Regions from separate parts of the Ovis aries genome. Here region 1 is linked to region 2. The links are chromatin contacts, called in public Hi-C maps. All regions are on one chromosome and are shown on one strand. The core of a region is the stretch at or near the end of the contact, and the rest is flanking DNA. Distances in the headings are between cores, read along the strand shown. Region 1 holds the start of XYLT1 (xylosyltransferase 1). Region 2 overlaps LOC121817813 (a long non-coding RNA gene).

The links. Hi-C and Micro-C count contacts between places; a contact is called where the count stands out from the background.
Region 1: a contact with region 2 is called in a Hi-C map of tail adipose tissue, with 5 times the contacts expected there. The contact joins the promoter of XYLT1 here to the enhancer-like site in region 2. A contact is called at or near these places in 5 of 16 Hi-C or Micro-C datasets (blood, hypothalamus, liver and 2 more).

What each region holds. Positions count from the first base shown.
Region 1 is chr24:16,026,476-16,032,800 of ARS-UI_Ramb_v3.0, reverse strand. XYLT1 (xylosyltransferase 1) reads right to left here and starts at 4,178. Exons shown (of 12, transcript XM_027961195.3): 1 at 3,822-4,178. The coding sequence starts at 4,178.
Region 2 is chr24:15,884,711-15,891,436 of ARS-UI_Ramb_v3.0, reverse strand. LOC121817813 (a long non-coding RNA gene) reads left to right here. Exons shown (of 2, transcript XR_006057865.2): 2 at 719-833. It also overlaps the pseudogene LOC105604858. Among named protein-coding and RNA genes, the nearest start is that of XYLT1, 140 kb to the left of the region's middle. Within about 2 kb of position 2,741, at least 1 of the 54 cell types and tissues checked has an H3K27ac peak or open chromatin away from gene starts, as enhancers often do.

The sequences.
Region 1 (6,325 bases), core at 2,929-5,428, 140 kb before region 2:
ATTTGCAAAACAGCAAGCATCTGTCACTCAGCCTTCTGGAAGGTTAAAATAAAAAGGGTTGATGAACTAGAGAGAATGCCTAAAGTGTAAAAAGACTGGAAGGAAAGTGAGTGTAAATATTACATATATGTGCATATAATAATTTCTACCTTTATTTGTCTATTTTATTTAACATTTTTCAGGATATGATTAAGCAGATGGCAGCATTTGCATCAAGATAAATATTGTTCAGTGATGCATATTTCTGTATACAAAGTGTAATGCACTGCTCAAGCAAAAGAAAACTCCATTGAGAGAGTGAGAAAAACGAACCATCAATAAACTGCCCTCTGTTCTCCCTGGTCTCAAAACATTTGGATAGAAAGAAAAGCTACGCCTCTGAGGCTGTTGGAACCAGAGGCGATCTGGATATAGTGAACCAATTTTTCAAAGTCACTGCCAATGTCTGAAAAAGTCCTGAGTTATCTGAGTAATGTGAAGTATGAGGAATTTCTGCCGAAAAATCAACATTTCAAAGGGGTCAGACAACACAGAAAGACCATTCTACTTTAAGTGTATGGACGTGTGTGTGCCTGTGTGTGTGTGTGTGTGTGTCAGGACAATAAAAAAGTAGGTTTCTTAAATGAAACTTACTGAGTAGTAGTTTATCTAAGGACTCAAGCAATAATGTGAGGACTTCAGAGGATCACTGGAGGCAAGGGGAAAGAAAATAAACATTCATTACATTAACACACAGCTTCTTTCATTCTCCCCCAAATTGATTCAGAACCTGTAGTGTGATCTTTCTGACACTGCCCTCGACGTTTTCCCTCCCTTTATAAGTGAGCCCATCTGTTTCTTACATTCTGAGATGACAGTAAAACCCAGAGTGTACTGGAGACCCGGTGAAGGAAAGAGTGCCACAGCCAGGGAACTCAGCTGTCATCCGCCCAACAACTCTAATCTGTAAGAGCTTTGGGAGAGGCTGAGAGGCAAAGCCTGCAAATCTTTCAGGGAAATGCCCGTCTCGCCACCATCCGCAAGCTCTCTGGCTCTGTCTGCTTGAGAAACTGGGTGTTTCTTCTTGGCTTCTCAAAATGCACCAAAATGACAATCAGGCCCTTCTCCAAACAGAAAAAGTACAAATGCAGAAGCTCTGGAAAGGTGAGCACAAGGAAGCAGCGAAGTCTGGTTTAGAAAATAACCTGAACACAGTGTCGGCTTGACACTCTTTGAGACATACCCACCACCACCACCACCACCAGTGCTGAGTCTCTCTGCACCCAAAAGCACAACTGCCCACCCCACCCTCTTCAGAGCACAGAGCTGAAACATCATCTCCCGAGCATGCGCCTCACCAGCTCTGTAAAGTCATGGGGATTTTTTTTAAGTCTCACTCCCCAATCTCCCTCCGAGGCATCATGCACCAGCAGCCTCCGCGGGGTCTGCAAGCAGACCGCACGTTCTGAGGGCCTCAGCGGCCTGCCCAAACGGCCTGGTCCTTTCCTCCTAGGCTGCAATCTAAGCTCAGGCAAAGCCGGACTTTGGGAACAGCCTGCCCCCTTCTGGTCTCCTTGAGCTCCGTGGAAGGGCAGGGGCTGGGTGGGCACAGCTACAGGAGGATGGGCCCCCCCGCTCCACCCTGCAGGTCTGCGCTGTGATTACAGGATCTGATAGGGCACGGGGGTAGACATCATCGGGGAAGGGAACAGCAAGGACACGGACGAACAGACTAAATATCCAGTACAAATCCAGGCGAGACGGCAGTGAACAACTGCATGGTAGACAGCCACAAACAAGGGGGGAGGACAGAAAAAAGGGGGACAACAAATACAGGTGTGTCTATATCGGAATGAACTGAGACCCTGGGAGGTGTGTGCAGGGGGACAGTCACTGAACTTGCAGATGAGAGCAGAGTTGCAGAAAAGCAAAGCACCTCAGCTGCTGGAACCGGCATCCCAACAGGAACAGAAGAGGAAAAGAGGCATGCTCCTTCCTACCTTCCCAACTGCTAACCTCAGCGCCGCCCAGCTGGAGGATGAGAGAGGAGGACACAGAACTGAACACCCAGAGAGCAGGTGTGGATGTAGGACCCCAAATGTCAGAGACCCAGGGAGGAATCAGCCAACCAGGCTTGCTTCCCTCCCTCTACTTGTTTCAACAGGTGGTATGTGCATGGGGAAAAGCGCCTCCTGAAGTGCATCTGGACCCCAGATGCAAAGGATACAGTTAGCCCCACACTTCCATGGCTATCCTACATGTTCCCACACTGGGCTAGCAGTGCCTGTCCTGAACCTCCTCTCACCCCACCTCCCCGTAGGGCTCCGACTCCAGAAAGAACTTCTAATTGCATTTCTGCCCAAACACATCACTATCCACTCCTGGAGTTCAAAGGCAGTGTCTGAGAGTACCCTTTGCTACAAATAAGAGGCATTCTGAACATTCTGGTTCCCCACCGGGACTCTCACTCCATCCTCCTCCCCCGGAATGAGGAAAAGACTTCTCCCTGCTACCCACACAGACCAGCCAGCAACGTGAAATGCCATCGCATCACGCCTTGGGCTGGCTCAGCCCACAGACACAAAGAACTGCACTCTGGCAAAGAAGGTTGCCTCTCTGCCTCCAAAGTTTGGCAGATCAAAGGGTATCATGCTGTGTCTGAAGGCAGCCTTCAGTGAAGGCTCCCAAAGCGACAGGTGACAGAGACATGCATTCAGTGCCTAAGAGCCTGAAATTACCCCCTGGTGTCTAATGTCCCCGAGGGTTGGGAGAAGCTCCGTGGGTAAGCGGCAGGGATGAAGATACAGACACATCACGAAGATACAGACACATCCGTAAGCTTGAAGACAGACACGCCCACAGGGTGCCGAGACCCTGGCTCAAAGTTGGGGACTCTGACCTCTCCTGTGTGCTCTGAGTTCAGAGGGCTAAGCAAGGTGGGCCAAAGAAGGTGCAAAAGGCTTCCCAGGAGAGGTCGGGGGCAGGGTAGAAGACACCCAGATGGCCCCAGAAGATCTGCGGAAGGAACAGTTTCAGAGCCTGGATTGTTCACACCCAAGGAGGGCAAAGTAAACCCACAGAAGCCTAAGTTGAGGTGCTGTGATCTGATACACAGCTGGCGACAGGAATGAGCCACACACGAAGACAGAGAGCTGGACACAAACGCCTAGGAGAAGGGGCCATGCCCTGATACTGGAGACAGGGCACCAGGAGAGAGCAAGGTTAGACATGGACAAGGGAGAAAGGAGTCTCAGGCATCCAGGGACGCAAAACAGGAGACTCAAAGTAAGACCGGGCACTGGAGACAGAGTCTTGACTCCGGGGCACGGGTGAGGACCTGGGACACTGATCCCAGACCCCTCTCAGGCCAGGCAAAGACAACGAGGCAGCAGACGGAGGACTGAGTGGTGTGCACCCAGCTGGGCAAAAACCAGAGATGCGCTGAGCACCACCGCCGGAACAGCGGCTGCGGATCCCGGCACGGTCTAGGCGCTTAGACCCGGGGCGAGGCAACAACACCCACAAGCACAGAGCAAGTCGGGGCGCCCAGCTAGAGTGACGGGGACAGGCACCCAGCCAGGCTCCGGTAACCCCCCAAAGCGCCTCCTCTGGAGATAACTTCCCCAGACCCCCAGGGGGCAGTCCTCAGACTAGGGATGGGGCAGGGACCCAGCCCCGGCTTCCAGGGGAAAGAGATGTGGAGTCAGCAGGCTTGGGGAGTCCCGATCTGAGGAGCGGGGTTCAAGGGCTGGGGGGCGGGGAGCGTGGGGTCCGGCCGCCAGCCCTCCGGTTTCCCTCCCTCCATCGCTCCCTCCAGGACGCGAGCCGAAAGGGCATCTTACCAGCGCCCGCGCGGCCAGTGACCCTCGGCTGGCCGGCTGCTGCGCGCGGGGTGCTCCGGGGCCGCCTCCCCGCGCGCGCGCCGGGGGCCCCCGTCCTCCGCCGCCGCCGCCACCGTCTCCTCCTCGGGCTGCAGCCGGCTCGGCGGGCAGGTCCCGGCGCTCGCGGCGCGGGGCCGGGGCCGGGGGCGGCTGCTCCGCACCGCCGGCCGCTGCGCCCCCGCGGCGCTCCCCTGCCCCGGAGTCGAGGCTGCTGAAATTCCACACGACCAGCGTCTGCAGCAGCAGCACGGTGAGCGCCGCGAGCAGCGCCGAGTGCGAGCGCCGGGCCAGCCTCCGGGCGCACGGCGCCGCCACCATCTTCGGAGCGCGGCGGGCGAGCGGGGCGCGGGGACCCGGGGCGCTCCGGGCCGCCCCCGCGCTCCCCGCGGCTCCCGCGGCCGCCGCCGCCGCCGCCTGGGCTCCCGCTCGGGCCGCCGCCGCCGCCTCGGCTCGCCGCTGCTCCTCCTCCGCCGCCGCCGCCGCCGCTGCCGCCGCCGCCGCCTCCACCGCCGCGGCGCGGAGTTTTCAGACGGGCAGGGACCCGGACGTCACCAGGAGGAGGGGAAGGCGGGGAGGCGGGGAGCCGGAGGCCGCGGAGGGGGGCGGCGGGTGCGCGCGCTCGGGCGGGGCGCGCGGGGAGGGCGGGGGCCTCGGCCGCGGGGCTCGCCCGCCCCGCAGCCCCTGCCCCGGGCCCGGGGGCGCGGGGGCTGGGGGCGCGGGGCCGGGGGCGACCTGGGCCTGGGCGGAGAGGGGCGGGCCTGGGGGCGGGGCGAGGGAGGGAAAAGCAGGAGGGAGAGGAAGGGGGCGGCGGCGAGCAGAGAGGGCCCCGGGTCCCGCGGACCCCGGCGGGAGAGGGTGGGGGGAAGGGGGACAGCCCCCGCCCGCTGCCGAGGAGACGAGGCCGGAGGCATGAAAGGAAGAGGGAGCCTGGGGTGAGGGCGGGCCCGCTCAGAATCTAGGGGAGGTCGGGAGGCTCGGGGGTCCTGAGATCCAGCCTTCCATGTGGGAAGCAAGCACGAAACAGCTGAGTGGAGCGAGCTCCCCGCCCGGAGTTTGCGGTCCAGGCGTCTTCTCTGGGCAGAGACGGCTTGGCAGGTGGAGACGCGAAAAACGTGTCAGGAGTGTCTGAGCCAGGGAAGGGGCTCACGCGGCCGATCCCTGGATCCCTAGCTTGAAGGGGAGGGGAGGAGGCTACACCGGAGTGTGCGTGACTCCTGAATCACACCCCGTCCCCTAGTGCCAAAGATGTGCTAAGTGCTTCACTGAGTCACTCCTCTGATCCTTAAGGACCAACAAGCCAGGAGACTTCCAAGCCCAGCTGGCAAACAAGTGCTTTCCTGGGGAGAGAGTGACTCCATGGAGTTCCTCAACCCTTAGGCTGCAAGCCCCAAAGGCTGGTCCCTGCCTTCCACCAGGTCCTTCTCATCCACCCTGAAGCTCGCCTTCCTGACTGCCCAAGGCTCACCTCCTGAGAGAACAAGTGGGTCTTACCTCGCAAAGTCAAGTTCTTTCCCATCAAGGCTGAACTGTCCCGGTGACCTTGAGCCAAGAACTCCTCCCTGGGCCTGAGCGTCCTCCTCTGTCAATGAGGGTTTAGGCTCACAGATCCCAGTGGACTCAAGTTTCATCATCAGCCATCTCTGACTCAGTCTTTCCAGTCTTTCCCTCCGGTGTCCTCTTGCCCAGCAGCCCTGAGCACGTGGTGAGTTCATAGTAGGAGTGGGTGTCCCAGATAAGACTCAGCACTATCCAAAAACCATAGCAGATCAAACCCCCAGCTTGTGAACTGGGGACTCAGGGTGAAGGCTTTGCATCTTATCCACTGTGTTCTTCGACCTGATCCTAACTTTAAAGGGAAGAAAGTGAAAGAATAATGAGAAGGAGGCAGGGGAGAGATTTGTTTCACTTGCTCAACCACAGTCTGTGAACATCAAGGCAAAGTGCAGGAATCCAAAGGTGAGCGAGGCTTAACGTCCCCTTCCGCAAGCCTGGAGTCTCGAGGAGCCAGTTGTGCATGTTGGTCACTAACTAACAGTGAGGTCAGTGTTGCTTTGGAGACGTGCACAAAGTGCTCTGGGTTCATGAGCATGCAGTGGGGGTGGCCACTGAGAAGGTGCTTTCTGGATCCATGTAACAAGCAAACCCATTTCCCTGAACTGGCAGTGTAAAATGCCAACTAGGGAGATCTAAACTCCAGACAAGGCTCAGCTTTCAGACTATCCAAGCCTGGCTGGGCATGTGGCCAAGCATAGAGGCCGCCCCCCTTGGGCTCAGCCCATCTAACCAGGAGTGAGATAGAACGGAGGCAAGCTTCTATAGTCACACAAGTCTTGGCCATCTATTTATCACCTGGGACTATTTTGGTTACAAGTAATACAACATTTATTATGTCTTTAAAAATAGAGTTTACTGCATCATATAACCAAATGTTCCAGAGAAAAGGCATCAGGTGAGGTTTGATCCAG
Region 2 (6,726 bases), core at 1,492-3,991:
GGGACCCCATGGGCTATAGCCCACCAAACTCCTCTGTCCATGGAATTCTCCAGGCAACAATACTGCAGTGGGTTGCCATTCCCTTCTCCAGGGGATCTTCCTGACCCAGAGATTGAACCTAGGTCTCCTGCATTGCAGGCAGATTCTTTTCATAGCCATAGCAAGTCTAGAAAGAAATTGTAATAGTCTTCTGCTGGAAATGCCTAAAAGCCACAAAGATACCTGAAAAAGATATTGTCATGGGTTATTGTCCTCATAAACGAATACCTCCCTGCTGTAGCAAAATAAATTTAGAGATTTGCAAGATCTGTTGGAAATCTGTTAGAAAGACCCTAGTTGGAGCCCATAGACCTTAAGAACCTTCAGGAGTAACTTTGAGAGTGCGCCTTCTCATTGTGTGTATAAGAAGCCTTTCCCTTGGTTTGTCTTCTCAAAATTGAAAATTTGTTTGAAATCAGAGAAGGCTTGGAAATGCTTGGAGCATAAGCCACCTCTACCCCACACACAATTCAGAGATGTGTCCTTACATATTTACTAGCTCTTTCTGTTGTCTGACCCATTGATGTTAGATTTATCCACATGACTTGCTCTGCCCAATGGCATATGAGTAGATGTAATGCAAAGCATATTCAAAGAACAGTTTTAGAAATGTGTGTTTCAGTCAGATCTCTTTCTCTTTCCCTTTGCCCCATGATTGTCATGAAGCTTTGTTTGACAGATGCTGTTCCTTCAATCTGTATCCTGAAATGAGAATATACGTGGAATAGAGTTGAAGAAGATCTGTGACTCCAAGAATATGAAGAAGTAGTGAAATAAAGCTAAGTTGTAAGCCACTGAGATTTGTGGGTTGCTTTTGCATAGCATAACCTAGTAAAAGCTTACTGATACAGGAGGTGAAAGGGGTCATTAACCAAAGAACCGATAACTATTTTAATAGAGGCCTGGGTCGGGAAGATCCCCTGGAGGAGGGCATGACAACCCATTCCAGTATTCTTGCCTGGAGAATCCCATGGACAGAGGAGCCTGCTGGGCTACAATCCATAGGGTTGCAAAGAGTTGGACCCAACTGAATCGACTTAGCACACACACACACAAGAATAGTTTCTCTTGCTAAACTTAAACTTACTTCTATGGAATATTGCTTCTGTTCTTACCTCTGATTCAGGAGTTTGGTAGCCCAGTGGATCTGATTTTTCAGGCTGACCACATGTGCATGTGAATTGTGTGTGGTGAAGCTTCCCAGACTGAGCTCATGATCAAGCTGGACACTTGATCCTGCTTAAAGCCAGCATGGAGTCCGACGTTAGGATCTGTGTTTCCCAAAGTGATTATACATAGTCAGATGTTCATTATTCACAGACTGACTATTCTACCTCTTTCCTTCTCTTAATATACATCTAGATCATCTCATGTGCGTGAGCTCTATTCTTTAATCGTGAGAGCAAGAAGCTAAGCTGCTGCTGCTGCTAAGTCACTTCAGTCATGTCCGACTCTGTGTGACCCCATAGACGGCAGCCCACCAGGCTCTCCCATTCCTGGGATTCTCCAGGCAAGAACACTGGAGTGGGTTGCCATTTCCTTCTCCAAAGCATGAAAGTGAAAAGTGAAAGTGAAGTCGCTCAGTCATGCCCGACTCTTAGGGACCCCATGGACTGCAGCCTACTGGGCTCCTCCATCCATGGAACTTTCCAGCAAGAGTACTGGAGTGGGGTGCCATTACCTTCTCTGAAGAAGCTAAGGGGGAAGCCCAAAGCCACTTCTCTGCCTTCTGGCTCATCACTTTGGCAAAAGGGAGCCACCAGTACCTGCCAGGCACTATCTAGATGCTTAATAGATATGATTTAGTTTAATCTTTATGGAAATCCATGAGATAAGTGGATTTTAAAGATGATAAAACACTCCCATTTTAAAGATGATAAAACAGAGGCTGAGACATTAAACCACTTGCCCAGAATCACGCAACCAGTGGTAGAATTGGAATACAAAATTGGACATTTGTCTATATTTTTCGTTGCTTCAGTCAGTACCCAAAGAACCCCAAACTCATTTAAATGGGAGATGAAGTCAAATGATATGAGCACAGTATATATGTGCCAGGAAGAAGTTGCGCTGGAGAGCTTCTATAACAATGTAATGGAAAATCTTGAAGCTAAGAGGCATGCTCACAATCCTGAGACCACAGGGAGAAGGAAAAAGATAAGCTGACTCTGAGGGCCAGTCTTTTTTGTTTTTTTTTTTTTTTTTGTCCACTGTATGTAAATTGACTCCTTAAGAGGATTTTGTAGAAAGTGGCAAGATTGGAGGGTGAGCAGACTCTGATTCTATTTGGGGAGATTCCTCTTTCCTTCAATACGAAAAGCAACAGCTTTTGTTTAAACCCCTAAACAAACTGTTTACTCTTATACCTCATGTGATACAAAACTGAGAAATGGGTAACAGTATACTCTGAATGGTAATATTGTCCTCAGCCAGTGCTATTAGTGATGCAATGGAGGGATTTAATTAATTACCACTGACATATGTTTGTGCTAATTTATAAGACTGGTTAGCTTGCACATTGCATTTGAACTCTTGCCTGCTGAGAGAGCTTCCTGAATATAAAGCGATTCCTAAATTGAAGCTAAAGAAAGATGGAAAGAAATGATCTCAGAATATTTTAAGTTTGGCAAGTCCTGGTGGGTGACTGCTCAGTGTTTCTTAACCAGGGGAGATTCTGTCCTCCACATCTATGGTTATCACAATGGAGATGGGGGTGCAAGGAGGGATGTTCCTGCCATCTAGTGGGCGGAGGCCAGGAATGCTGCTCCACATCCTACGGTGCTCTGGACAGGCCCCGCCACCGGAATGTCAGTAGAGTAAGGGTTGAGAAATCCTGACCTAGCTTATTACTTCTGCTTTAACCAACACCGAGAGAGGGAAGGGGGCTGACATGGGGTCACACAGCAATGTGGTGGTAGAATTGGGCAGCAGAATGATCTGCAGGCTTGTTAGAAGCAGGCTCTTGAGTCCAAATGTGTGTGGCTCCCAATCATAGGTTTGCCTCTCACTAACTTGGAAAACTTGGACAAGCTACTTAGCTGTGCCTCAGTTACCTTGTCCAGAAAATAGGAAAGGAACCACCAGTAGGCTTTCGAGGGTAATGCAAAGGAGATAAAACAGGTATAGACTTGGCACAGAAAGTGTGTTCTGTTTGTTGTTAGAATTCTGTACTTCTTATCAGCAAGATTCATGGTAAGGTGAGACCCATTCTTGTAATGATTACTAATACAAGACAAGAAACTTCCACGCAAACCTTGTTAGCTCCTTTTCTGTCCAGTGGTGAGAGGGCTGCAAGAAGACTGGAGTGGGTTGCCATTTCCTCCTCCAAGGGATCTTCGCAAGCCAGGGACTGAACTACATCTCCTGTGTCTCCTGCACTGCAGGTAGATTCTTTACCTGCTGAGTCATTGTGGAAAGCCTAGATGTGTGCAACAGCTTGAAAACATTTTTCTTCTCTAGTTTGATGGCCTCAGCACTCCCACTCTCTTTTGTAAAGTGGTGGAGAGTGTAGTGGGCTGACTGATGCCCCTTCACCCACCCAAAGATACCCAAGTCCTAATTCCTTGATCCCGGGAATGTTCCTTTATTTAGCAGGAGGAGCTCTTTAGCTCTGGTAAGGATCTTGCTGGGGATGGCGTGACCCTGGATTATCTGGGTGGGCCCTAAATGTAATCATATGGAAGGGTGGCAAGGAGGTCAGTGGAGGAACAGGTGGGATGATGATGGAAGCAGACGGAGAAAACACCATATGATGCAGGGCCATGAGCCAAGGATTGAGGAAGCTTCTAGAAGCTGAAAACGGCAAGGAAACAGACTCTTCCTTGGCACCAACAGAAGAAATGAACTCTGTCGACACCTCATCTTTAGCCTCAGGACTCGATTCAGAGGTCTGACCTCCAGAACAATAGAGAGTTCATTTGTTTGAGGCCACTCAGAGTGTGGCCACCTATTACAGAAGCAACAGATACAGAGGGTTGTTACAGGGAGCGGGGCACAGCTGAGACCCCTTCTGGGGAGAAAGGGATTGACACACTGACCCCTGAGTACCTGAGGGTCAAGATTATGGGATATCGCTGCTGACTCGTGTGTTGTTTTTTTAAAAGTATTTTATTTATTTCGCGGTGGTGCACAGACTCTCTAGTTGTGGCTCGCAGGCTCAGTAGTTGTAAGGTGGGCTTTAGTTGCTCCACGGCGTGTGTGATCTTAGTTCTCTGATCAGGGATCGAACCCCCATGTCCCCTGCATTTGGAAGGCAGATTCTTAACCGCTGGACCACCAGGGAAATCCTAACTCATGTGGTCCTGCCTGATGTCATCACAAATCCCGAGGGATGCCCTGGGGGTGGGCAGTTGGGAGACTCACCGCAGAGAGGGAGAAGCTTGGCTGGGGAGGGGGCTGAGACCAGGTTGTCATGGGGGGCAGGTTGGTTCCGGGTGAGTGTGAGGCCGTGACTGAGACCTTTTTAGAACCAGATGTCCTGACACTGCAGGGGTGAGTTAGAAACCAAGGGCTTGATCATGAAAAACTTGGAACAGGTGTCCTAACAGGGGTGTGATGACTGTAAATGGTGGACTTGAGAAACCCTGGTCTGGGATGGTTGGGGTGAACGACCAGCGGAAGTGTGGGGTGGACTTGCAATGGCCATACTTAAACAGCGTCGCCATGAGGACAGGAGCTGCCGTGAGACAGGGAGAAAATGGAATCACACGTGATTCCCAGTAAATTATCGGGTGAAGCTGAGGCTGACAGCAAATTCTCTTGCCTCAAATGCATAGTTAGGCTGGACAACGCATCATAAAAACACGAGGATACCCACTCAAACTTAACAGCCCAAGAGGAAACTCACCAGGGGCCAGAAACGAAGACAGGGATGAAAGTAAGGGCAGTGCTCGGGGAGTGGGTACTGAGACCTGCTTACAGGCGATGAGGACTGGGCCTGGGGGTTGAACCAGAATAGAAGAGGTGAACTGAGGCTGCTGGAAAGCTGGGAAAATGCTACCTGAAGGTAAGACCAGCGGTGCTCCTTGGAGTAGCACTGCCCCTTGGCCCTTGGGGGACATTTGGAGGACTTGGGGAGCATTTTTTGTTATCATGATGACGATGGAAGGGTCCTAGTCATATTCGGTAGGCAGAGTCCAGGAAACGAGACCGCCAGCGATGCCTGGGGCCATCCTGCCATCCTGCTCAATGTTCAGCAATTTGTAAAGGTGAAAAATCCATTTATTACTATCTAAGTCTATTGCTAAAAGAAGTCTTTTAAATTTAAACATGGTATTTTTTGCACTTTTAATATATATCAAATTTTCCAGAAAGTTAAACTCCCTAAAGATACTGTGAAAATCAAGGCAAGTGTGTATTCTATACGTTCAGAACCGTAGTAAGAGTTATTCACCACCTCAGAAAATCATGTTACCACTAGCCACACTGCTCGTGAATTTGAATCACCAAATCCAAGCCCCCTGACACCTGGGTTTGCAGTTGCCACAGTCGTGGTGCTGGTGTGTGCAGGTTTACGTGAGTTGTTTTAGTCGTGTCTGGCTCTTTGCGACCCTATGGACTGTAGCCCCCAGGCTCCTCTGGCCATGGGATTCTCCAGGCAAGAATACTGGAGTGGGTTGTCATCTCCTTCTCCAGGGAGTCTTCCTGACCCAGGGATTGAGCCTGTGTCTCTTATGTCTCATGCATTGGCAGGTGGGTTCTTTACCACTAACGCCACCGGGGAAGCCCATGTAGGTTTACACATTTCATTATTTCCCTAAGCTTTCTAATTGTAATCATGCCTGAGTAGTTACATATTGAAATACAGAGTCTAATAGATTATTTTTATGTAATGTGACATTTTTAATAGTTATGAGTAGAGATAGGCTCTATCACGTGTGGGTTTCATTTGGGGACAGTAAGGAGTCCATTAATATTACTTATTATAACAAAGGCCTTTGGGTTAGATAAAACTGGCAGTCCTTGGTCCAGAGTCTCAAAGCACTGTCCTATCCATTATGAAGGAAATGGATAGATTCTGTCAACCAGACACAGGAGGAAAGAAGGCAGTTGTCTATCGTCTGTCTGAATCCTTTAGATGAAATCCTCAAACACGAGAAAGTCAAGCCTGCAGTCACAGACGCTCCGGCAGCTGGAGGAACTGCAGGCTGGGTAAGAACAGACTCGAATGACATTGAAAAATCTTGGTGGGCAAGCTGTGGCCAGAGAGGAGGTGGGAGACAGGAGGACCTCAGGGCGCCATGCCCCTCTGGCCTTCTGGAAGGGTTCGTGAAACAGGGCACTGTCTCTCAGTAACATAGTTGCCAGCCCCAGAGTTCTGTGACAATCAACAGTGTCAAAGGCTCAGTAGAAAGGCACAGAAATCAGTAACTCATAAATTCTCACCCTGGGCATGCAAAAGAGGTTCTGGTCATAAATTCACTTCCTAGCAGGTGGGCTGGTAGCTTGACTCTCTAAATGTCATTTATTCATCTGAAAAACAACCATGAGAATTATAGCTTTGTAAAGATGATTTGAAGAACTGACTCATCAGAAAAGACCCTGATGCTGGGAAAGATTGAGGGCAGGAGGAGAAGGGGGTGACAGAGGATGAGATGTTTGGATGGCATCACCGACTTAATGGACATGAGTTTGAGCAAGCTCTGGGAGATAGTGAAGGATGGGGAAGCCTGGCACGCTGCAGTCCAT